Regions from separate parts of the Mus musculus genome. Here regions 1 and 2 are each linked to region 3. Evidence: chromatin contacts called from public Hi-C and promoter capture Hi-C data. All regions are on one chromosome and are shown on one strand. The core of a region is the stretch at or near the end of the contact, and the rest is flanking DNA. Distances in the headings are between cores, read along the strand shown.

Region 1 (3,062 bases), core at 349-2,848, 120 kb after region 3:
CAGCATATGACTCTAATGCTACCAAAAGTTAGAGATGTGCAAAGCAGGCTGGGGAAACTGAGGTAAGAATGGTCTGCTCCTATCATCCACAACTCCAAAGGAGAAAAGCCCACAGACATCCTCTAAATATAAGAACAAAAACGTCAATTTTATGGAGTATCAACCTAAAAAACAACTACTTATATTTGTCTTCAATGACAACCTATATAAAAAGCAACTTCAGGGCTGGAGAGATGGCTCAGCAGCTAGAGCTCTAACTGTTCTTCCCGAAGTCCTGAGTTCAATTCCCAGCAACCACAACCATCTCACAACCATCTGTAATGGGCATCCAATGCCTTCTTGTGGTGTGTCTGAAGACAACAGTATACTCACATACATGAAATAAATAGATAAATCTTTTTTAAAAAGAAGAAGAAGAGTAGGCTGGTCCTCTTTTAAAAGTTTTTTTTAAAAGTAACTTCAGCAGGTCAGTGATTTCTCAGAATGAAATGCACCATGGGTTGTCCACCTCCCTTAGAAAACATTTTTAGCAGAGCCTTCTACAAGCACCTATCACTGAGCTAACATACGCCCTTAGCTCTACTCCTAAAACCACTCATTTGAAATGAAGGATGGGACCTAGGAGAGATGGCTCAGTGGATAAATTTCTCGCCTTGGCACTCAAGCGTGAAGGCCAGAGTTCAGATCCCCAGCCCCACGTGAATGCCAGATCGGTGTGGCAGCCCTCGTGTAATCCTAGCATTCCTCTCAGAACTAGCTGGCTGCTGAGAAGTTGTGAGTTCAACTGAGAGGCCCTGGCCCAGTGACTACAGCAGACAGCAACCTTCCTGTCTTCAGCCTCAGACCTCCATGCACAGCCAGCTCTAGAGCATCCACAACCATACAGAGACACACACAGATAAATTATAAGGGTGAACACTTCAAGATATTAATAAGAATGCAAGGCAGACTCAACAGATAACTTTGTGGCACAGTGAAAATTTTAAGAAACAATAGAGTGAAAGAATAAATTTGAATAGAAAAATAAAATATTAAAGATAATTTCAAGGTTTCTAAACAGCTGAGGCTTAAAAAAAAAGATAACCATTAACAAGGCTGGAGAGATCCCTCAGTGGTTAAGAGCACTGACTGCTCTTCTAGTGGACCAGGGTTCAATTCCCAGGACCCACATGGCAGTGCACAATGTAACTGCATTTCCAGGGGATCTGAGCTCTTCATACAGATATATATGCAAACAAAACATTGATTCACATAAAATATAAATAAATATATAAATAAAAAATTTAAAAAGATGACAGTTAATCAGAGATACCCCTGATTCTTCACCATACAGAGAACAAAAGGCTGTGGTGTGCTCACCCCTAAATTGGAGATCCTTTCACAGCACTCACCCCAAGGCTCAGGGGTGCTTGTGGAGGAGTGAGTGGAAAGACTGGAAGGGCCAGCGGTGGTAGGTATAGTGTTTGCAGATGTTAACAGGGCAGCCACTTGTACGAACTCACAGCAAGTGTGACAGCCTGCACGAGACCCATGCAAGCTCTAGGCAGACAGAGTGCCAGCATAGGAGGCAGACATGTGATCCACTACTAGCTGAGGAGCTGCTGGCTTAGACAGCTGCTGGGGGAGGGGAAGGCATTCTGCTTGTTTTATTAATGATGTGATCTCTGGTAGGTTAACGCAGGCCAGGGTAGGTCCCATCCCCAGGAATAGCTCTGCAACACAAACTGAATTCAGTGGGGAAAGGAAAGAAAAAGAAGAAGGAAGAGGAGGAGAAAAAGAAAGAAAGAACGAGGGGGAGGAAGGGAGAAGGAAGGAAGGAAGGCAGGCAGGCAGGCAGGCATAACTTCAAAGTCGGTGGGAAGGGACAGGAGAATTGAAAGGGTGTTAAGGGGAGGGGCTGGGTGGTGGGCATGCTCAAAATGCACTCTATGACGTTTTCAAATATTTAGTTAGGAAATTTACAGTTTAACAGAGGCTACAACAGAATTATCCTGTAGCACCTCAATGCAAACTGAAATAAAATGGCCGAGTGTTGGGGAGATAGCTCAGTCCGCAAAGTGCTTACCGCCAAAGCACAGGGAACTGAGTTTGGATCCCCAGAACCCACATAACGCTCAAGGAGTGGCTGAACCCAACTATAATTCCAGCACTGAAGGGGACAAGTGGGTCCCTGGTACTCATTCCCCAGTCAGCCTAGCCAGACAACCTGGGGTGGCCTCAATTAGATGACTCAGTGCTTGTCACACAAGCCTGCACACCTAGGTTTGATCCTGCACACACACACACACACACACACACACACACACATGCACTAAATTTAAATTAAAAAAATATTAAGACAGAGAATAATTAGGAACACACCTGATATTCACCTCTGGCCTCTACATGAACAAACATGCATTCATATCCGTATGTCCCCGTATATCCACGTGCACATTAAACAAACAACGCTACATACATATATGATAATGATATGATATGATAAGTCAGACCAAATAACAGAGTCAAAAAAATTATGAAATAAAAATTTGCCTCAGCTAGTTCACATACCATTACTAACAAGGAGAGAGAGATTAGATTTAGTTTTACTACTAATTATGCCAGACAGCTACGCTCTACTACCTATAAACACATAGTCTGCAGTATATCCTGTTTGTCTATTATTATATAGCCTAATATTTCAGGTCACTCAATGTGCACTGTGGACTGATGAGCATAAATCAATCTGCACATAGAAGATACAGCACTTTAAGGGACAAGAAAGCATTCAATACTAAAGGCAGAAAGAAACCCGGTACCTCCTCGTCGTTCTCCGCCTCCTCTTCAAGTGCATGCTTCGGTATAACATCACTCTTCTCTTCTAGAATCCTGTCATTATTTACATGCATGTTTTTCCCAAACCTCATATTATTTTGCTTCTGCAGAGCAACACTGAAGCTCTTCTGCTGTTGTGCCTATTTTTGGGAGAATAAGATTCATATCATTCCAAAACTGGTACTAGTCAACCCTGATCCAACATTTACTATCTAGCATCCATCCATCCACCCACCTAACTTACGTAT
Region 2 (3,325 bases), core at 352-2,851, 95 kb after region 3:
AGTGATCTGCCACTAAGCAGTAACGCCATCCGAAAAAGCTTCAAACCCAGTTCGAAGAGGCGCCTCCAAACGAAAATTTTTATTTAAAAAAAAAAATGCTATTCTGGGGCTGGAGAGATGGCTCAGCAGTTAAGAGCACTGACTGTTCTTCCAGAGGTCCTGAGTTCAATTCCCAGCAACTACATGGTGGCTCACAGCCATCTGTAATGGGATCCGATGCCCTCTTCTGCTTTGCCTAAAACCAGCTACAGTGTACTCATACAAAAAAACAAACAAAAACAAAAACAAAATGTGTATATATGTGTATATATATGTATGTGTATGTATATATATACATATATGTGTATATATATGTATACACACACACATATATATGCATATATATATATATATATATATGCTATTCCTTTTTGTTGTTGTTGTTGTTGTTTTTTGTTTTTTGAGACAGGGTTTCTCTGTATAGCTCTGGCTATCCTGGTACCACTCTGTAGACCAGGCTGGCCTCGAATTCAGAAATCCGCCTGCCTCTGCCTCCCGAGTGCTGGGATTAAAGGTGTGTGCCACCACTGTCCAGCTATGCTACTCTTTTAAGAGTCTACTTTAAATCCAGTTTTAAAATTAATGCTGCTTCCCTTTTTTAAAAAAAAAACTTGTAGTTTTATAACAATAAAACAAAGAAGGTTATTAGTTCACATTATCTTGAAAATTTTTAAATATGAGATGATTAAAATATCCACCAAAAGTTAAAGAACTAAATACCTAGACATTTTGAAGCTATGAAGAAAAAAAAATAAGTTTTAATCTGAAGGCAGAAAATACATGAAAATAAATCGCTTACATCCTACTCAAATGAAGTAATGGAGTGTGGTTTCTGGGCTGGGCACAGGGATGCGCACCTTGATGCCAGCATTAGGGCACACACAGCAAGCTGCCAGGGCTACACAGTGAGACCCTGTCTCACATACAAACAGCGTGTGCTTTCTGGACTTAGTGTTCAGAGAAGCGGTGACCAAGATCACTCTAGTTGTTTATTTCACTTCGATTTGGGGACAGGAACTAAGGAAAACTGAAGCACAGAGTATAACAGCTCACCGCTTCTGTCTCTGCTGCCAGCAAGAACTTTGGTGACACTGAGAAACTCTGCTTCTCCTACAATAAGTTAAAACAAACTTTTCTCGCAACTTCTTTTAAATGAAGGGAAAAGCATATTTGAAGATGTTTGTTAACGCCTTCCGCAGAGTGTAATAGCAAGCTGCGTGCTCTGAGTAAAAACTCCTTGACTGCTGGGTAGGGAAGTACAGGAACAGGAAAGACAACATTTGAACGGACGTCTCTAAGCACCAGGGGCTCTCAGCATTTTATAATCCAGACAAGTAAACAACTGCGAAGTACATGTGCCCCTGACCCGGCATGAAATGACACACTATTATATACTCTTCATTAAAATGTAAAGATTCAGCTTATAAAATAATAAGTTCCTCCTTTGCTTGTTAAAGAAACAGTGCCCTCTAGGGGCAGAAACGTAACTAGCATAACATACTGATCTCTACTTCTATGTAAAAAAAAAAAAAAAAAAAAGCTCTCCTACCATTCATTATCAGGGCTTTGCAACCAACCAAAGAAACAGAACGACCCGAGGAACGGTTTAACGCAGTTCCTGCGCCTCCCGGACTGTAAGCACATGCGTTCTGATTAAAAGCTAACCGGTAACAGCTAAACACTGTTAGTAACCAGCTGTGACTCTCTGCACTGTCTATTGTTCCTTCTTCAGCTCACAAGTATGTTTTGGACAACAGTCCTGGCTCCGACCACGGCTACCGGTTGGGCTGGGCTGCCCTAGAGCTAGCTCCAAGGATAGATCCTGAGGGTAAGCTGACTGGTAATTCCCACGTTGCCCGCAGAGGATCTGGATCAGCCAGGGTGTGTGTTTGGAGCAGTGGCCAGGTGGCCACTCTAGTAGCAGGGGAGAGTCTAGAATGGACACTTGGTCACCATGGAGAGTGTGGAGATGAAGCCAAACTTGTGCAGATCGCAGGTAACAGAGGAAGAGATTCTGGGTCCTTGAGGACTGTCTCGCCCCCACAGGCAGCTGAAGTCTGCCCAATCCTTGGACGTTTCTGTCACAATGAGCAAAAATGTTTCCCATCGTTTTAGTTTTCCTGTCGCTTTTTTAGAAATGGGCCTTGATTTGTTGCCTAAATTATTCAATTTCAGGGCTGAAATGATCCTCCTGCCTCAGCATCCAGCACAGTCAGGACCACAGGTACAGTTAGCCCACCCAGACTCATTACTGTTTAAGAAAGCTTGAGTTGTTTTTCTTGTCTTTTTTTTTTTCCCCCTTCTGCTCGGGTCACTAACACAAGTATCTTATTTGAAACACTTTATGAACACTCAGTGACCAAAAAAAAAAAAAGGGTTACATTAATTATAATCATTGAGAACAATGGTTCTCTACCTTTCTAATGCCATGACCCTTAAATACAGCTCCTCATACTGTGGTGACCCCCAACCATAAAACTATTGTGTTGCTACTTCATAACTGTAGTTTTACTACTGCTAAATATATCTGCTAAATATATCTGATACATGAACCCAAAAGGACCCACAGGTTGAGAACCACTGGTTTAGCACAAAGGAGTGAAGCAAGGGTAAAGCTGAAATTGCCACAGCACGTGTCCCCACTGCTAGTTTTTATGTTGACTCAAGAAACAATATGCCATAGACCATTTGATCCGATTCTGAACTTTCTAGCTGGAATTCCAGGGCATACAGCATCCAGTTGATTATCGGATGGCACCACTGATGCTCAAGACAGAGGGAAACAGAGGAAGAGTGCACAACACATCCCGATGTCAGTCATGAGGAAAGTGACAGGGGGATGGGCAGAGAGAGAGGAGCCACTTCAAAGTCATGCATTTTACTGGTCAGTCAGAGCGACAAGATTATGCTCCTTTCCTTAGTTAGCATATATAACGTAATCATTAAAAGGTGACAGACCTCAAATACTTAAAACATTTTGAACAATGCAATAAATCATCTGGAAATCGTGTATTTTATTTTTAATTTTATTTATTTATTTATTTATTGGTTTGTTGTTGTTGTTTTTTGTTTGTTTGGTTGGTTTTTTGTTTTTTTGTTTTGTTTTGTTTTTTTTGAGACAGGGTTTCCCTATATAGCCCTAGGTGCCCTGGAACTAGCTCCTCAGACCAGGCTGGCCTTGAACTCAGAGATCAGCCTGCCTCTGCCTCCCAAGTGCTGGGACCAAAGGCATGCATTTTAAACTCTAGGATGTTGCTTCTAACTGATCCCAGGCATGGGGACCTGA
Region 3 (3,331 bases), core at 283-2,782:
CCCTTGGCACCTTTTGAAATTGCTTCTCACCTGCATATCCAGCCTCTCTCCCCTCTCCCACGAGTGCTCAATCAGGAGCTGCAGCGCGTCCTTGCAACCCCCATCCGGCTCTGTAGCCTGAAGCCGGCGGATCTTGGCGCGAATGTTCTCCTCGATGCGCGCGTGTATAAGGTTCCGCGCCTTCACGCCCTGAGCGCGGAGAGAGCGTGGCGGTGAGCGGATGCCCGAGCTTGCGTTCCCCTACTCCGACTCCGCAAACCGCCCTTACCCGGTACAGGCCGCTAAAGGGCACGTCAATGGGAAGAGAGAAGAGATTGCGGGTCATCTCCTCGAAAGCCTCCACGAGCTGCTGCTCGTCCTCCCCGCCGCCCGCTGGACCCGGCTCGCAGCCCAGCAGGATGCGCATGGCGATGCGGAACATGAGGCGCTTCACCTCGGGGTAGACCAGGAGGCCGCGCTCGCCGCAGCTTAGCCACTGCTCCAGACAACTGCTGACTTCCTCAGCGATCACGGGCACGTAGCACTGGAGTGCCTCGCGGCTGAAGGCCTGCATAATCACCTGAGCACCCCCCAGGAGCAGAGAGTGTTACAATCCTCTACTTTCCCTCAGCCCCCCCCCCTTCGCCTTTCCGAGTACCCTTTCAAGAATTTCAGTCCCCCCAGGACTAACCCACGTGCTAGCAGAAAAGCTAAAGTGGATCTCAGATAGAGAGGGTCCTGGTCCCCACCACATAGGACTAGCCCTCGCCCCGCATCTATTTGCCTGAACCAAGCCATAGGATGAGGTCTCCCTGCCAGCCAAGGAGTTGCCAGCTCACCCTCACCTTCTTTCGCTGCTTGTGCGAGGAATCGTGCAGGTTGGAGAGGCAGCCAGCGCCCAGGATGGTGCGCACCGACGCGGGCCAGTGCACCGACACCAACCGGTGCTCTCCCAGCAAGATGCGCCGCACATTATCCGCGCCCATCACCCGCACCGTGGGCCGCCCAAACAGATGCGTCTTGTAGATGAAGCCGTATTTCCTGCGCTTCATCTGCAGAAACTTCCTCCGCTGAGAGGGAGGTGGAGGAGAGAGACCCGCAACCCGCATGAGGGGGCGCCGGGGAGCATCTGGTCTCCGTCTAGCCCCTCTTCCAAGCCGTGGTCGCCTCCCTCGCGAGGACACTTATCCCACCTTCAGCCCAGGCCCAGAGCTGAGGCGGACTCCGGGGGAAGCGTCAGGTCCCTTCCCGAGCTCCCTTACCTGAAGCACCATCTGCAATGTTTCCCCAAAGAATGGGAAGCCCATGGTACCGGGGGGCAAGGGGAGGGCGCAGCTGCGATCGCGGCTGCTCACACAGTACAGGTCCCAGAGCTTGAGCGCCGCCAGGAAGAGCAGCAGCGGCAGCACGAAGGTGCAGAGCGCACTGGCCAGCAGCGCCGGGAGCCCCATGGCACGCTTCAGCCTCCCGCGCCACCTGCCGCCGCCGCCCTAGCTCCGAACCCCGCCGCGCGCCCTCTTTATAAGGCCGCCCAGGTTACTGCCCACGTTACCTTGGTCAGACAAATTAGTTCACCCAAAGTTCATCTTTAATTGCGGATCGGGCCCCTGGCTCCTCCCCCCTCGAGGCGCTGCCCAAAAAAATCTTTAACCGTTTGTTCCGCGCCGAGGCAGAGGCGGCGCACTGGCGGCTTCCCTCTGAGCGCGCCTCCTGGGGGTGCGGGACTAGGAACACCTCTTTCCTTGTCCTAGGTGTGCAGAGCTCCGAGTTACCACGGTGCGGCTTCGGGCGGGGGAGGGGGCGGGGGGAGTGGGTTGTGGATCGGGGTTCCAAGAAGTGGGAATTTGGAGTCCTGGGTTTCCTAGCTGTCTCTCTGCTGTCCCTCGAGCCGGGTCGAACCAGCTGCCCGAGCCCGAAGCCTTCCCAGCTCACCATTCACAGGCGCCTCGTGGGCTCTTTTCCATTGGCTTGGAAAGCGCGTTCAAGAATCATCGTTCAATGGACTTGACCCACCGGTTGAGTAAATGAGATTCCAAACGCTTCCTGATCTGGGAGGATCCCAAGAAGATCCCAGGGCGAGGGTCCTAGCCGGTCTCGGAGGTCAAGTATGACTGGCGGATCGTGGACGCTAGCTTTCCAGGGCCCCACAGGCGAGCCAGCGCATGAAGACTTGGAAAATCCTGCTTTCGAGTTCAAAGCAAGTAAGCCTCCAGGTCTCTGGGACCCCCAGGTGCAGCCTTGCACATGCCTGACTCCCTTCTCTAAGCCCTGGTGGGGTACTAAGGAGACCAGAGGCTCCAAAGTCAACCTCCACTGTAGTAATACCGCCAAGCCGGCCCAATTCCTATAGCCCTGGGGCTTGCAACCTCAGCCAAGCGGCCGGGAAGAGGGCCCCCAGTCCAGGCAGATATGGGGAGGAATACAGGGAGGAAACCCCCCTTTCCACCTTGGCTCGCCTGTATCTTGGGTGAGTCACCAGGCTGTCTGTTTCTCTTAGGACAAAGTTGATCGTTTCCACTTCGTCTACACCACAAGGCAGCTGTGAGTTCGCTAATAGAGTGGTCTGGTTTCAGGGTTCTAGAACCTTCCCTCTACTCTCCCAGATCCCATCCACTGTAAAGCCACGGAGCCTGGTAAGAGGGTTGTTTGGACCTATGCTTCTGGCACAGGCCATTGGGAACGTTATGGGAATCCACTGGGGGTTGACTGTGAAACTTCAATCGTCAGCTCCTTCAGTCAATAACTAACGGGCACAGGGGAACTGCGTGGTGCGTGTGCGCGCGCGCGCGCGCGCGCACACACACACACACACACACACACACAAGGCTTCTCATGTCCTCCCGCCACAAAGCTTTGGCCAGTCAGCACCACACATTGCCTTGATTTGGGCACTGAATGCACCAGTGGCGCGGAAAACTAACAGAATGACGTGTGTTTGTTTAGAACTGAACATGGGCTCTAGCGAAAACACACCCGCAGCCCTTGGGAAGAGTCCATTGGGGATGAAAAACTTGCTTTTTGAAAGCTGTTCAATATGTGGTCTCCTGCGGTGGTTCCTAAACGTCTCCCTGGAGTTGGGGGTGTCATAAAATGACCTCAAAGGTCCTGCGGGCAGCACAAACTTAGCAACTCTCTAAGCCGGGATGCCCATGGGTTGTATTTCGGGGACTCAGTGGTTCCCTATAACTATCTCTAACCAGCTTTTCAGAGGCTCTGGGGAGGCGGGCGCTGCCACTGTCATATCTTGTAATGATTTGGTTACTGTAAAGAATGAGAACCGATTTCTGGCACCGGCAGGAACGCAAACGAATTGTGCTGGGGGTAATTCTCAGAAACTTCGGTCCGCCCCTTT

Evidence for each region. Promoter capture Hi-C pulls out the DNA fragments that hold promoters and counts their contacts. A called contact is a pair of places that touch in the nucleus more often than the background predicts.
Region 1: a contact with region 3 is called in a Hi-C map of pro-B cells, with 2.9 times the contacts expected there. A contact is called at or near these places in 16 of 39 promoter capture datasets (the 3T3-L1 cell line, the C10 cell line, the HPC-7 cell line and 10 more), 43 of 484 Hi-C or Micro-C datasets (B cells, the Ba/F3 cell line, the CH12 cell line and 21 more), 12 of 130 datasets of targeted methods (astrocytes, embryonic stem cells, extraembryonic endoderm stem cells and 4 more) and 1 of 9 other capture datasets (embryonic stem cells).
Region 2: a promoter capture Hi-C map of trophoblast stem cells shows a contact between it and region 3, with 4 times the contacts expected there. A contact is called at or near these places in 16 of 39 promoter capture datasets (the 3T3-L1 cell line, 3T3-L1-derived adipocytes, the HPC-7 cell line and 12 more), 23 of 484 Hi-C or Micro-C datasets (the BV-2 cell line, the C2C12 cell line, the F1.1 cell line and 17 more), 6 of 130 datasets of targeted methods (craniofacial prominence, differentiating embryonic stem cells, embryonic forebrain and 2 more) and 1 of 9 other capture datasets (adipose tissue).

The regions. Positions count from the first base shown.
Region 1 is chr19:37,578,312-37,581,373 of GRCm38.p6, reverse strand. Exoc6 (exocyst complex component 6) reads right to left here. Exons shown (of 22, transcript NM_175353.2): 7 at 2,799-2,954. Among named protein-coding and RNA genes, the nearest start is that of Exoc6, 29 kb to the right of the region's middle.
Region 2 is chr19:37,600,772-37,604,096 of GRCm38.p6, reverse strand. The region is part of intron 17 of Exoc6 (exocyst complex component 6); the gene reads right to left. Among named protein-coding and RNA genes, the nearest start is that of Exoc6, 52 kb to the right of the region's middle.
Region 3 is chr19:37,696,009-37,699,339 of GRCm38.p6, reverse strand. Cyp26a1 (cytochrome P450, family 26, subfamily a, polypeptide 1) reads right to left here and starts at 1,532. Exons shown (of 7, transcript NM_007811.2): 1 at 1,242-1,532; 2 at 825-1,049; 3 at 269-559; 4 at 31-189. The coding sequence starts at 1,430. It overlaps Gm32342 (a long non-coding RNA gene), which reads left to right and starts at 1,794. Exons shown (of 3, transcript XR_003952929.1): 1 at 1,794-2,180; 2 at 2,477-2,612.